2 separate regions of the Mus musculus genome follow, and region 2 is linked to region 1. A link is a contact called in public HiCAR-type data. All regions are on one chromosome and are shown on one strand. Each heading gives the region's core, a stretch centred on a gene start, on an enhancer-like site or on the middle of the called end of the contact. The rest is flanking DNA. Distances are from core to core; before and after follow the strand shown. Region 1 has its middle 74 kb from the start of Gm31225. Region 2 has its middle 21 kb from the start of Gm31278.

Region 1 (6,422 bases), core at 1,553-4,052:
AAAAGCTAACCTCAGCTGTTGTTCCTCACCTTCTGCTTGCTTGAGACAGGGTTTCTGATTCACTACTGTGTAGACCATGCTAGCTGGCCTACAGGCTTCTGAGGAATTCTCTTGTCTCGGCCCCCTTTCTCCCTGTAGGGGTGTTCTAGGGTTACAGGCGCTTATGATAGCTAACATGTCTGCCTCTTCTGTGGGCTCTAGGGGTCTAACTCAAGTCATCAGGCTTGTCCTGAAAGCACCTACCTTTTCCACTGAGCCATCTAAGCAGCCCTATTTCTTTGTCTCCTTGTTAGGCTACATCACTTTCTAGTGTTGATAAAAGATCAGAGAAGCCTGCAAGGACCAATCATGCATACAGCTCATGGTTGCTCTCCAGGAGAGCAGAGACTTTTCTTTGAAAAGAAGAGAACACCCTTTTTGCAAAGACAGAGACAACACCCCTAACCCTTGCAAAGGTCTTCTCTGCACATAGCTCTGTAGTTGCACCCCCAGAACAACAGCCCTGTGGTCCATCTCTCCCTGAATATAACAGGACCAGGGGGTTTCCTCCTCCCTGTCTCCTTCCTCCCCTTCTCCCCTTCCAGACAGCCTTGGCCAAGAGCCTGCACCTGCATTGGTCCCAGTGAGGATGGAGGAAAGACTTCCTCTCATGAACAATTCCCTGGCCACAAGCTGGGCCGCCAAGAGGCCCACAGCTTCCTTGGCTGGCTGCCTAAAGGCTTTGGTGTCCAAGGATTCTGTCCTGGGATAGCAGACAGCATGGGGCTTGCTCTCATGGGCTGAAAATTGTACTCTGCCTTAGCCAGAACCTGGCCCTGAGATGGCTGGCTTGTCTCAAGGATAACTGGGCAGAGAAGGAAGATGGAGGAGGCTGTGCAGATTGCTTGCACTACCACCGGAGCACCATCCAGAGCCCATTCTGGTGTGGAGCTTGCATGTTACCCTGCCCTCTAACACAGACTGCCTTGGCCTCAGTTTCCCTGTGTGATGGAGGAGAGGGAATCTCAGTACTAAAGATATCAAGGGTCCCTAGAAGAAAAAGATAAAACTTCTCATTCACTTCACAAGTATTTATGGAGTGCCTATAATGACCTTGAGATATTCCTCTTGGAGTTTACTCAGGTTAAGATTGTAGACGTAGTAAGAGTGTTCCCAAGAGAAAACAATGAGAGCAATAACCACTTTAAAAGCACTGCACATAAATTGATAAGCACAGAGGCTGGCACATAGCCAGGGCACAGTTAGCTATGATTAGTTGAACATCTATTGCTCCACAGCGCTGCCATAGAACTGTCATCCTCCCCTGTCCTCCACCTTGACAATGTCAGTAAGCAATCCACATTCTGACTCTTCTTTAATAAGTGAGGATTGTGGACTCAGAAGATGGAAACAGGCTCACCTTTGGGTAACTAGTGAATAAGAGAGTCAGCTATGGAATGGAAGCCTATAAGGGATTCTCTCAGGCTTTTAAGTGACGTGTCTGTCTATTCAACTGTACATCTTAGGCAGTTCTGAATGAGTTGGGGCAAGGTGTGTGTGTGTGTGTGTGTGTGTGTGTGTGTGTGTGTGTGTGTGTGTGTATGTGTGTGTATGTGTGTGTGTGTGTATGTGTGTGTGTGTCTGTGTGTGTATGTGTGTGTGTGTGTCTGTGTGTGTGTGTGTGTGTGTGTGTGTGTGTGTGTGTGTGTGTGTTCGTGTATGCAACATGAACATAGTCTCTAAAAATACTAAGAGTTCAGACCTGCCAGAGGGAAGGAAGGCAGGCCCCTCTCATTCCTAACTCTGAACCCCAACACTGGGATTTGCATAGTGAGTTTAAAAAGAAGGCCATGCAGAGAAGAACATTGTGAGCCACGATCAGGCAGTAGGGCGCATCGGGAGCCAAATCTGGATCCTTGATGGAACCTAAGCCAAGTGACTGGTTGGGGTTGCTAGGTTATGGAGTACTGGCAGAGAGGGGAGGCTCGTGATGAGGAGGGAATGTACCAGTGGGCTCCTTGGTTATGGCTAAAATCCCAAATTGGTGACTGTCGGGTCTTGGCATCGGCAGCCCTGACTATGTAAAGCTGTTATCACCGTGTTTGCGTTTATTAAAGCCTGTAATTATTATCCTGACTCACGGAGCGCGTGTGCGTCCTCTAAGCCTGGGTCCGCGCATCCTCCTAAGTCACATTTGATCAGCCTGAATGGGGGCCAAGCTTCTTTGGCTAATATTGACGTTGGCAGGGGGCCAGCTGTCCGGGGTTAGAGGAGCTGAAAAGCCTGTTCTCCTTCTCACTTGGTTTTGTCAGGCTTTTCAAAACGTAACTGTTTTGGATCACCCCGCAGTTAAAACTGCATCCAAACCCTGCCCCCCTCCCTTGCCTCTTCTTCCCAGATCCCCTCTAAGCCCCATTGTAGGTGACTTTTATTTTCCAAAATGATTTCCCTTATGCCAGATTTGCTCTTGGATTAGACTGGAAATTCAGAGAGAGAGAGAGAGAGAGAGAGAGAGAGAGAGAACAAAAACAAAAACAGTTACTTTTTCCCTTCCTTTTTGTTCCTCCCAACCCCCCGTAAGTTTGAGATTGTTGTCCTAAAGGGGTAAAACACACACAAAGTAAAAGAACTGGATAAAACAAAAAAAGAGTGAAGAAAATATTAAAAAAGAAAAGGAAATAATTCTGGCATACAGATAGCATGAGAATGAGTCCCTTTCTAAAGGCTTAGGGAATGTATCCCATGTCTCTTTGTCCATGTGTTCTGTCCACGTTGCTAATTACACTTCATTAACAGCAGTCACCAGAGTGTGACATCATGGGTAGTGTCTCCCTGACAACCAGCATCCCGAGTCTTAGATATCCAGCTCCTTCAGTGGCTCACACCATGGTAGTTTGCTCCTCGTGTTCTCAGGTTCCTCATTCCTAACAATACGCTTGGCTGTCCTTGGCGAGCCTCCTGTCTCCTTCCAGGGCTCGCCATCCACGTGACAATTACAGAGTCATCCTCATTTGCTCCTCTCTTTCCCTATCTATCCACTCTTTTAATCTCCCCTCCCCCCTCTCTCCTCGAGTGCCTGTGTGTGTGTGTGTGTGTGGGGGGGGGGGGGTCAGAGGAACATCTCAGGTGTCAGTGCTTTTGCCTTTGCCTTGTTGGAGGCAGGTTCTCTTGCTCACCATCACTATTGCCTACCAGCTTCTAGAAATCCTCCTGCCTCTGCCTCCTATCCCAACACAAAAGACCTGGAATTACAAGCGCACACTATCACATCCATCTTTATGTGGTCTCCCAACCTAGGTCCTTATGCTTACCAACAAGTGGTTTATCCCTGGACCATCTCCTCAGCCCTGTCAATAACACCTTTATCCATCTTTTCTTGATAACACGCTCAGTGCTCATCACTGTAACATTGTGTCAGGCTCCCCTCTATACCTCCTAATTCATTTCTAGCAGAGAATCATTTCTGACCATGGCAGCCTCTTCTTTATGAGCCTTGAGTGATTCCTCCATTCCCTCAAAAGAAAGTCTAAAATGAGCTCAAGGCTATTTCTTCACTTACTGATTTGTTTTTACCTTTTGGAAATTTTATTTATGTATTTATTTAATTATCTGAATCTTTATTTATTTACATAGTCTTTCTGTGTAGCCTAGGAGATGTCCATCAACAGACAAATGGACAAAGAAGAGACAATACCTCTATTCAATGGAATCTTGTGTGTGTGTGTGTGTGTGTGTGTGTGTGTGTGTGTGTGTATGTATATGTATATATATATATACACACACACACATATATGTATACACATATATGTATACACACACACACGTGTTGTGTGTGTGTGTGTGTGTGTGTGTGTGTGTGTGTGTGTGTGTGTGTGTGTGTGTATTTGACACTTGGATAAAAATGGATGCAACTGGAAACATCAGGTTAAATGAAATAAGTCAAAGCGCATAACAAGAAGAACCCATGCTTTCTCTTTTATACAGAAGCTAGATTTAAAAGTGTACATATTTATACATGCATAAAAATAAAGAGAGGATAATGAGAGACAGAGACAGAAAGGAAAAAGTGAGTGGTCATTTCAAATAGCTCTCCTGATGGGGAGTGCAAAGACCTGGATGGAAACCAAGTCTGAGTCACCCTTGGGTCTCTCATTTACCACTGCTCAATACTAATCTTGACTCCCATGATCCTTCGCCCTGAGAAGGGATCATCTTAGCATCCCTTGCTGATTAGGAAATCTCTCCCAGGACTCAGGACTCATTTCTCCGTGCAACTTCTTCTCTCCAGTGTTTAGAAACCCAGCAGGAGGAAAGGACTGTAGTTCTTATGGTCTGTGTTTTTGCCCAGACTTGCCATGTTCCATGGCTCCTCCAACCAAGTCCAGCAGCTGCACAGTAAGCCAAGTTGACAGGGTGTGCAAGAAATACACCAGAGAAAAGAATCAGTTTAGGGATGCCATTCTGTAGGACCATTGCTGACTAGCCTCCTTTTGGCAAACATTTAACATTGAGTGTTAGGAGTAGAGCAGAAAGAAGACAGGAGGACTGGAATGTGTCATGATTTCTTCCTCAAACTCTGCCCCAACCCAGCCTGCTTCCACCCAGCTTCTCCCCTCTCACCGATCAGCCTCATTCACTTCCTCCTCCTTTTAAATCTTTTCCATGAACCTTGACAGAACACTGGGAAATTCCATCACCACGGCCCCAAAAGATAAAAAGATTTTTTTTAAAAAAAAATTCTTTCTTTCTTACTTTTTTTTTAATTGTTACAACTTTTAGTACTTTTAGTGTTTGATTAATTACTTGGTTTTTTTTTTTTTAATTTGTTTTACCTATGTGTTTTATTTTATTTGTCTGTTGGCTGGCTGGTTTTTGGACAAGATCTCATGTAGCCCAGGTTAGCCTCAAACTTATATATAGGCAAGGATGGCCTTAACCTTCCCATACTCCTACCACCCTAAGTACTAGGAATGTATGCATGCATGTTATTATTAGGGTTAGCATGCTCAGTTTATGGGATGATTAACATTGAACCTAAGTATCTATGTCTACTAGATAAACACTCTTTCATAATTGAGGCACACTCACACTCTCACAGAGCTATTTCTGTGGCTTGCTGGGATGGGATGGGCTGACTCTCCAACTTGCAGCAATCCTCTTGCCTCCACCTTCTGAATGTTGGGACTGAAGACACACAGTATCAAGCTCAGCTTCTTTACCACCTTTGATGTGGAAGTATTGAATGGAGTCCTTTACAGAGCAGAGTGATGGCTACAAATCCTTAGGAATGATAACCAGCTGGCAGTGCAGCTTCCCACCCAAACAACGTAGGCTTCAGGAAGGGACTCGGGACTCAGCATAACTATGTAGAGGAAGGTCCCCATCCAGTGTTTGTCTTTGCATTGAGCTACCAATGTTTTTTTTTAAATATTTATTTTATTTTTAATTATGTTTCTCTCCCCCAAGCTCGTGTGTGTGTGTGTGTGTGTGTGTGTGTGTTCATGACAGCAGTGCCTATGGCTGCCAGAAGGAGGGTACCTTATAGATAGAATTATAGGCCATTGAAAGTTGCCCAACATGGGTCCTGGGAAACAAATTCTGATCTTCTGCAAGAGTAGAAAGTGCTCTTATCTCCTGAGCCATCCCTCTAGCCCCACATGTTTGATGTTTGTTTAAAGGGATTAAAGCATACTTTTGGGGGGGATACTTAATGTAAGCAACCTTGGAGCTATATAGTCCCCTTCTACACTTAACAACCCAAAGTTGTTACAATGCCCTGAAATGACTGAAACACCCTGAGATCCCATGTCCTCCTCCCTACACTACAAGCAGCCCAGTACCTAAGGTAGAGACTGCACTACCAGCCTGGGTCCCAAGGTAAAAAAAAAAATCTCAAAGTGGCCTTGAGCCATAAGGTCATGTTGTGGACCACAGAACTGGATCGTTTAAAAATAGGGAATATAGCCCATGTGGGTCTGGGAAGAAAAAAAAAAAGGAAGGAGACATTTCAAAATTGAGGGGAGACATATTTAAAGCCATGGGCTGACCAGCCACATCATCTAAATGGCTGTTTTATAGCTGTTTTATGCACTCAATTAAAAATAAAGTTGAATATAAAAAAGAAATCTAGCAAGAGGCAAGGAATCCAGAGAGAGGCCCTTCTCCCTTCCTCCAAGCTACTTGTCTCAACTCTGAAACCAAAAACCCTGCAGTCAGCACCAACTTCATCCCACTACACAATTAAGGACCCGTGTTAAACCCGGCCTCCGAAGCCGGCTACCCCAAAAGAACTCAGTGCCTAAATGAAAAGCAGACGTGTGGCCGAGCCGTTGGCACCAGCCCGGATCTCGATATAAAACAACCGTATAGATTTAAAGAGAAAATGAGGAGCAGTCATTTCGGCTAAATCCATGGCGTGCCTGCCAGCTGTTTATTCAGAAGGA
Region 2 (6,422 bases), core at 1,067-3,566, 260 kb after region 1:
GCAGATTCTTTTCAAAACCAATTTTGCACATTTGCGAGAACATTTCTGTTTCCATTGGAGTTGACTAAAGGACCTTTTCACATTAAAACTTGGGAGTCATTCCTATACTCAGAGAAAGGTGTTCCTGCCGAGTGAGGGGGAACCACACATCCAGGCCAGAAGCTGAACTCCTGGGTCATGACTAATGCCCCACTCTGCAATCCCCTCACTCATTTAGCCCCACAAGCAAGTGTCTGCAACTTGTAACCATATGACAACATCTAATTTTGCTATCTTAGAGGCAGAGCCTGAATGATTTAAACTCCCAGACCTTGGTCTTTTGAGGAGGTAGGTGCATCTATTCTGCTGGGGGATCCAGACCAGGCTAGACTTATGTGAAACCCCCTTTGTAAAAACAAAAAAAACCAAAAAGATCCAACGGTGTTAGTTCCTTTAGGTCTTTGGTTGTTTTTTCTCTAAATAAGGCCACCCGGCTGCAAGCTATATGACAGCAGAAACCTTCCTCTTTCCTCTCATCACTCCCCAGGATCTAGCCTGACAACACATAGTGGGTATTTTATTGGTTGGATTGATGAGTCCTCTGTCCATCTCTGATACCCCACAGCACTGCACATAGCTTTCAGTTAGACTTAAGTGCACTATGCTGGAGACTGTCTCATCTTGCCCATTATAAAACAAGGAGAGGAGAGACAGGGCAGTACCTACCACATTCTATAGTCTCCAAAATACAACCCAAAGCCCAGAACACATTTGCTGACCTCAGGTTCCCCAGGAAAAAAATCCTTGCACTACTTCCGATTTGATTTTTCAATCGTTTCAAGTCATCCCACACACATCAAGATCAGAAGAATGATAATTTCTCATTCCTTGCTGGGCTCATGGCTTTCCCCAAGCAGGACACCTCTGTGGAAGGGCCCCTCCCCTGTCTTCTGACCCTATTCTAAGACATAGACCAGGCAGACCCTGGGGCACAGAAGCCATGGCGGTCAGGGTTACGTTTTCTACTTCATCTGTAAAGTTCATTCACTGTGGCTTTAGCTATGTGTGACCTGTGGGGCAAGTTCAGCTGGAACTGAGCTGGGAGGTGGGGGAGGGTCTGCTTCCTCTAACTGGAGGGGATACCAGAAGAGTCAGAATACCCAAATGTCGCCTCCTCTGTGGTGGGTGAGATGGCTGTGGGTATTTTTAAATGATGGTTTTGTTCTCATCCCTAAGCTATTCTTTTTATTCCAGGGGATGGACTGTTGACCCAATCACAGAACACAAGCACAATGCATAAAATTGTCTCTCCACCCATTCCCCTTCAGAGGGACCCAGCCATTATGTAAAGAGGCACAAAAGGTTTAATTGGGGCCTAAAATTCCAGGGCAAGGCCGAGTGGGCTGGAAAGTTTAAAAGTGGGATGGTGGGGAAATGTGCTAGGAGGTTTCTGTCCTTTTCTCCGTAATGGTATTTCTTTTTTCTAGGAGAGAAAAGGAGTCTTCTAGATAAGGCCTGCTGGAGGGTTTCCAGAAGAGATAGCTACAAGAAAGATAAGTTCCGACAACTCCGAGGTTTCTGCAGAACCGCTGGCAAAGGGGAGTTCCAACATGCATCAACCCCCTGTAACATACTGTTTACCTGTTCTCCCACCCCACCCCCGCCAGATCATGCCCCCTCCCCCCCAACGGCGGATATGTTGAGGTTCTGTGATGCCAGGGCCAGTTTCCAAAGAAAAACACATCAGAGTTCTATCCAGAGAGCCTGCGGTGCCAATCAGATGCGCCACAAGAAAAACTAACAGAAACTCAAACCGGAAGGGAGTGATGGAAACCTATCAGCAGAAGGTCAATGAGGGCACTGAGAGGCAGGTCTGGGGAGTTAGAGCCAGTGCTAGCCCAATGGATTGACCAATGAGTGTTTCAAACACTAGCGGTGGGGGTTGGGGAGGGGGCGCCTCCAAACCTCAGGATGACAGGTACCCAAGGAAGGGAGTGGAGTCGCAAAAGCAGCTGGTGTAGTGAATTACTTCTCACAGGGGTAGAGGGGCGGCTCAGCTCCTGTATGTTTCAATTTTGAAAAAGGAAAAACAAGACACACTGATAGGCAGAGATGCAACGCATTACAGCCACCCTCCTAGATCTCTGGTTCAGCAACACACACACACACACACACACACACACACACACACACACACACCAGCCCTAGATGTCTGATGTTGCTGCCTCGGGTTTGAGGGACCCTGGAGGTGAGAATCTGACTCAGAACCTAAGCTCCTGCGCATGCACTCTGAGATCCAGAAAGAGCTGGGAGGAACAGAAGCCCTGCTGTTTAGGAGGCCTGTGCCAAGAAGAGAGAACACAAGCCAAGACTGGCCAGAGCCCATTCTGCTGAATCATGGTAAGTACAAAAGGGAGGATTTTAGATGAAAGTGGAAGCAAGACTATTCGGGAAGAGGAAAAGGACCAGTGGGAGGGGGAGGGGAGACTAACTAGAGAAGGTGGGGGGGGGGGGTTCAAAAGTACATTGTATACATATATCAAAATGGCCAACAGAGTGAGTTCCAGGACAGCCAGGGCTACACAGAGAAACCCTGCGTCGAAAAAAACAAAAACAAAAACAAAAAAGATGTCGTAATGAAACTTGATGATTTTGTAATGCATATATGATGGTAAGAAAGGGGACTAAAGAAAGACTTAAATTTTGAAAACAAGGCTGGAGAGATGGCAGTACTGTTAAGACTGGTTACTGCCCCTGCTGGAGACCTGAGTTCAGGTCCCCACCTACACTGGATGGCTCACAGCCACTTGTTAACTACAGCGCCAGGAACCCTGACACCCTCTTCTGGCCATCTTGGGCATTGTGCTTACACACACAATACCAACCCCTGCCCCCTTACGGAAATGAATAAATACAGTGAAATCTTTAAATCTGAAAACAAAAACTGAGGAAACTCCCGGTATCCTTGAGTTATGCCTGAAACTCAGAAGTTAAAAAGAAAAAAGAAAAAAAAAAGAATTTAAAAACCAATCTAGCCTCAGCCATCCTTGGATAAAAATATAAATGATCGTTACCAAGTTTTCCTTATTTTTTGCGATCTTACTCTCTCTTTCCATTATGGGACTAGTTTTTTAAAAGTCTAGTTGAGATTAGAATGCCTCAGGAGGCTAGGCGTGGTACCACATGCCTGTAAGTCCTGCACTTGAAAGGTAGAGGCAAGAGGAGAGCTACAACTTCACATTCAGCCTGGTGTACATATTTCATGGCAGCCCACCGATAATTATAACTAAGACCCTATTGCAAAGAGCCAAAAATCAGGCTGGGGAGAAAGGGAGAAAGCTCTGTCAAGAAGTGCCTTCTGTACAAGCAGGAGGATCCGAGTTCAAATCCTCAGCCCAGATGTAAAAAGCAGAAGTAGGCAGGTGTGTCTATAACTCAAGTGCTGGCAGAAGGAGGACAGAGTACATCTCGGATGCCAATACTGGGGTAGAGCAGAGACAGGCAGATCCCTACGACATGGGTCAGCCAGTCTAGCCTAAGCAGGTTCAATGGAAGACCCTGCCTCAAAACAATAAGGTGTAAATCAATAAAGGAAGACATTTGAACTTGACATCTGGCTTCTACATGCACACAGATATATGTACATGAAGACACACGCTGCCAAAATGAGATTCCAGCACATGGGAAGGCAGGATGACCAGGAGTTCAAGGTCACTGTTGGCCACATAGGGATTTGAAGGCTGGCCAGAGCTTCATAAGACTCTGCCTCAAGACATAAAAAAAAAAAAGAAAATGTCCCCGCGAAGTCAGCCCATCCTGTTCCGCCTGTCGCCCTGGGTATATTGATGCCCATTTCCATGAACCTACGCATGCTGTCATTACGATGCGCTTACATGTATAGATGGAATGCACGTCACAGCCACACGCACAGCCTGGGGGTCATTAGCACTTGGAGAACAAGGAGCTTGCAGTATAAAGTCAGGGTAAATCAGACTGCAAATAGAATCTTGAAAACAGGTACCCAACCTTACCAGCTGAGTTCCAAAAGCCCCATCCTATGCAAGCTGACTCTGGTCTTTAAAAATATAAATAGGAACCTTCTAGACTGAAAAGAAAACGTAATGTATAAATGACTCTGCCATGGCCCATAACCACCATTAATAAATGATAATTGACCTTACAATTCTGGAACTACCTTTGTTTCCCTCATATCCCTAGACAGTTATCCAGCAATAGTGACAGGTCTTATATTATGTGTCTGCCCCATTCCACAGACTTGGTTAAGTCTTGGGATAAAGTAGGAAGGATGTCTCCCTACTATATAGAATGACTCTGTTTCAAGGTGACCATCTGAAACTCTCAGAGGTAGTGGAATGAAGGACCCCCACTGTGTTGAATTGTCTGCAGGAGGCCACTAGTGGTACACAGGTAGGCACAGCAGGCCTGCTAAACCAGGCTGTAAAGAGCATCCTTTATCCTGAGCTGGAAGAAGGGCTCTGGTGACCTCTCACAAGAAACTGCCCTGCAGGGAGAGAACTCCGGCCACTGTCCCACCCTGAGGAGCTGCTTGCCTTTTCTATCACCCCGACCCACCTCAGTTGCCCCTGGTTACTCAGCTGCTGTCTCGGCTTAGGAAACACAGAAAAGCCTCTTCCAGCCACTTCTACTACATTCAGGAGGTAAGGGAAGTCTTAGGTGTGTCCTCCTCCTACGCAGATGCTCAGCTGTATGAAACCAGGATGCTTGCTGGCCCTACAGAGATACAGCTCAGAGGCACTCTCCTTGGGTTTCTGCCATTGTGAGCTAGCAACTACCTCAGGAGCTGAAGAAAGCCAAAATGATGTCTTATCCTTCCATCAAATTCATCTACTGACTCCCAACCATGATACGCCTTCTAGAAATGAGGTCAATTGAAAGTGGCCAGGCTTGGATGAGTCTTAAGGATAGAAATGGGTCCATGGCAGGACGAGGAGAACATGCCTTGTCTCTGCACACCCATAAGGAGTGGGTGCAGAAAGACAGCCCTTACCACAATCCATCTGTGGCATTCTGACCTAGGGCTCTGGCTTCTCCAACTGTAAGAAATTGGGGCTGGTTGTTTACTCTCTGGCAATTTGTTAGAAGATCCAAGTTATAATGAAAAACACCACTCCGTATAAAAATTTCGTTAAGAAAAACAAACACAAAAAGACCCAGTTATCCTCCGGGACTATGTGTGAAGGTGGCCAGTGGATGCCTGAAAGCAAGCCATGCAAACACACTCACACACACACACACACACACACACACACACACACACACGCTCACACACAGAGGGAGGGGAGCCTTTCTATAAATAATATCTAAGATAAAGTTCTATCTACAAATTAAGCACAGAGATTAGCCACAGTGACTAATCCTAAAATAGGTCATCTCTATTGCATTTTTTAAGTTACGTCACCACGGACTTTCTTTCCTTGTATGTATAAGATCCATATATCACAGCCGTACCCAACAAAGAATGAATTCAATCCTGAGTGGGATGACGTGGGATGGTGTGAGATTTCATCACAGCATTCAGAACAGCACACAATTTAAAAGTTATGAATTGTTTATTTCTGGAATTTTCCATTTAACATTTTCAGACTGTGGTTGCCCACGGGTAATTGAAGCCACAGAAAGTGAAGCCACAGATAAGGCAGGGGGTGGGGTGGGGGTAGAGGGTGGCCACTGTGTTCTGCCACAGAGACAGTGCTTCACAGGGCACCATAAGCAAGAGCCATCTGGCCCAGTCTCAACCTCAGCTCCTCCCTGCAAGTCGCCCCAGCAAGTTCCTAAGCTCTTCTGGACCTGTCCCCTGCCTAGAAAACCCAGGTGGCCATCCGAGAGGCTTGTAGTTAAAAGCACTGAAAAATAGGTACGGACATTTGATTTAACTTAGAATGCCAGTCTTGGAATATATTCTCAGTCAGAAGACTCCAAAGCAAGACCCCATGGTTACAGGTCTAACATCCGAATAACCCAGTAAGCAGAGACAGGAAGATCTTGAGTTCAAAGTCTGCCTGACCTACAGAGTGAGTTCAAAGCCAGCCTGGACAACTTAATGAACCTCTGCCTTCCAATAAAAAGTAGAGAGAGAGAGAGCTGGGGACACCAGCTTAGAGCTAGAGCACTTGCCTAGCAAAAAGACTGGATGAATGGATGAATGAATGGATGAATGAATGAATGAATGAATGATAAAATCCAGCTTCCCACAGAAGATGGAGAAAAGGTCACCCTGAGAAAGAAACAGGGAGCAGAACCTTCAAGTAAAACAGTGTGACTCTCAGGATACCAACCACCTGGGAGCAGGAAGAACAAAGTACAAACTGTGGGTGCTGGCAGAGCGTAAGGTCTATTCCAACCACACCATCATCTCAGACAAATGGCCACAAGCCAAGCTACTAGCCAGGCGGAAGATCTGA

Evidence for each region. HiCAR-type assays count read pairs that join an accessible place to other places.
Region 2: a HiCAR-type map of astrocytes shows a contact between it and region 1, with 2.2 times the contacts expected there. The contact joins two enhancer-like sites. A contact is called at or near these places in 1 of 484 Hi-C or Micro-C datasets (nephron progenitors), 1 of 115 datasets of contacts at active chromatin or transcription factors (astrocytes) and 1 of 9 other capture datasets (embryonic stem cells).

Annotation. Positions count from the first base shown.
Region 1 is chr8:116,113,994-116,120,415 of GRCm38.p6, forward strand. No RefSeq gene overlaps it. Among named protein-coding and RNA genes, the nearest start is that of Gm31225, 74 kb to the right of the region's middle. Within about 2 kb of position 2,803, at least 61 of the 459 cell types and tissues checked have an H3K27ac peak or open chromatin away from gene starts, as enhancers often do. A contact at or near this core is called in astrocytes, where this site is marked.
Region 2 is chr8:116,370,460-116,376,881 of GRCm38.p6, forward strand. No RefSeq gene overlaps it. Among named protein-coding and RNA genes, the nearest start is that of Gm31278, 21 kb to the left of the region's middle. Within about 2 kb of position 2,317, at least 49 of the 459 cell types and tissues checked have an H3K27ac peak or open chromatin away from gene starts, as enhancers often do. A contact at or near this core is called in astrocytes, where this site is marked.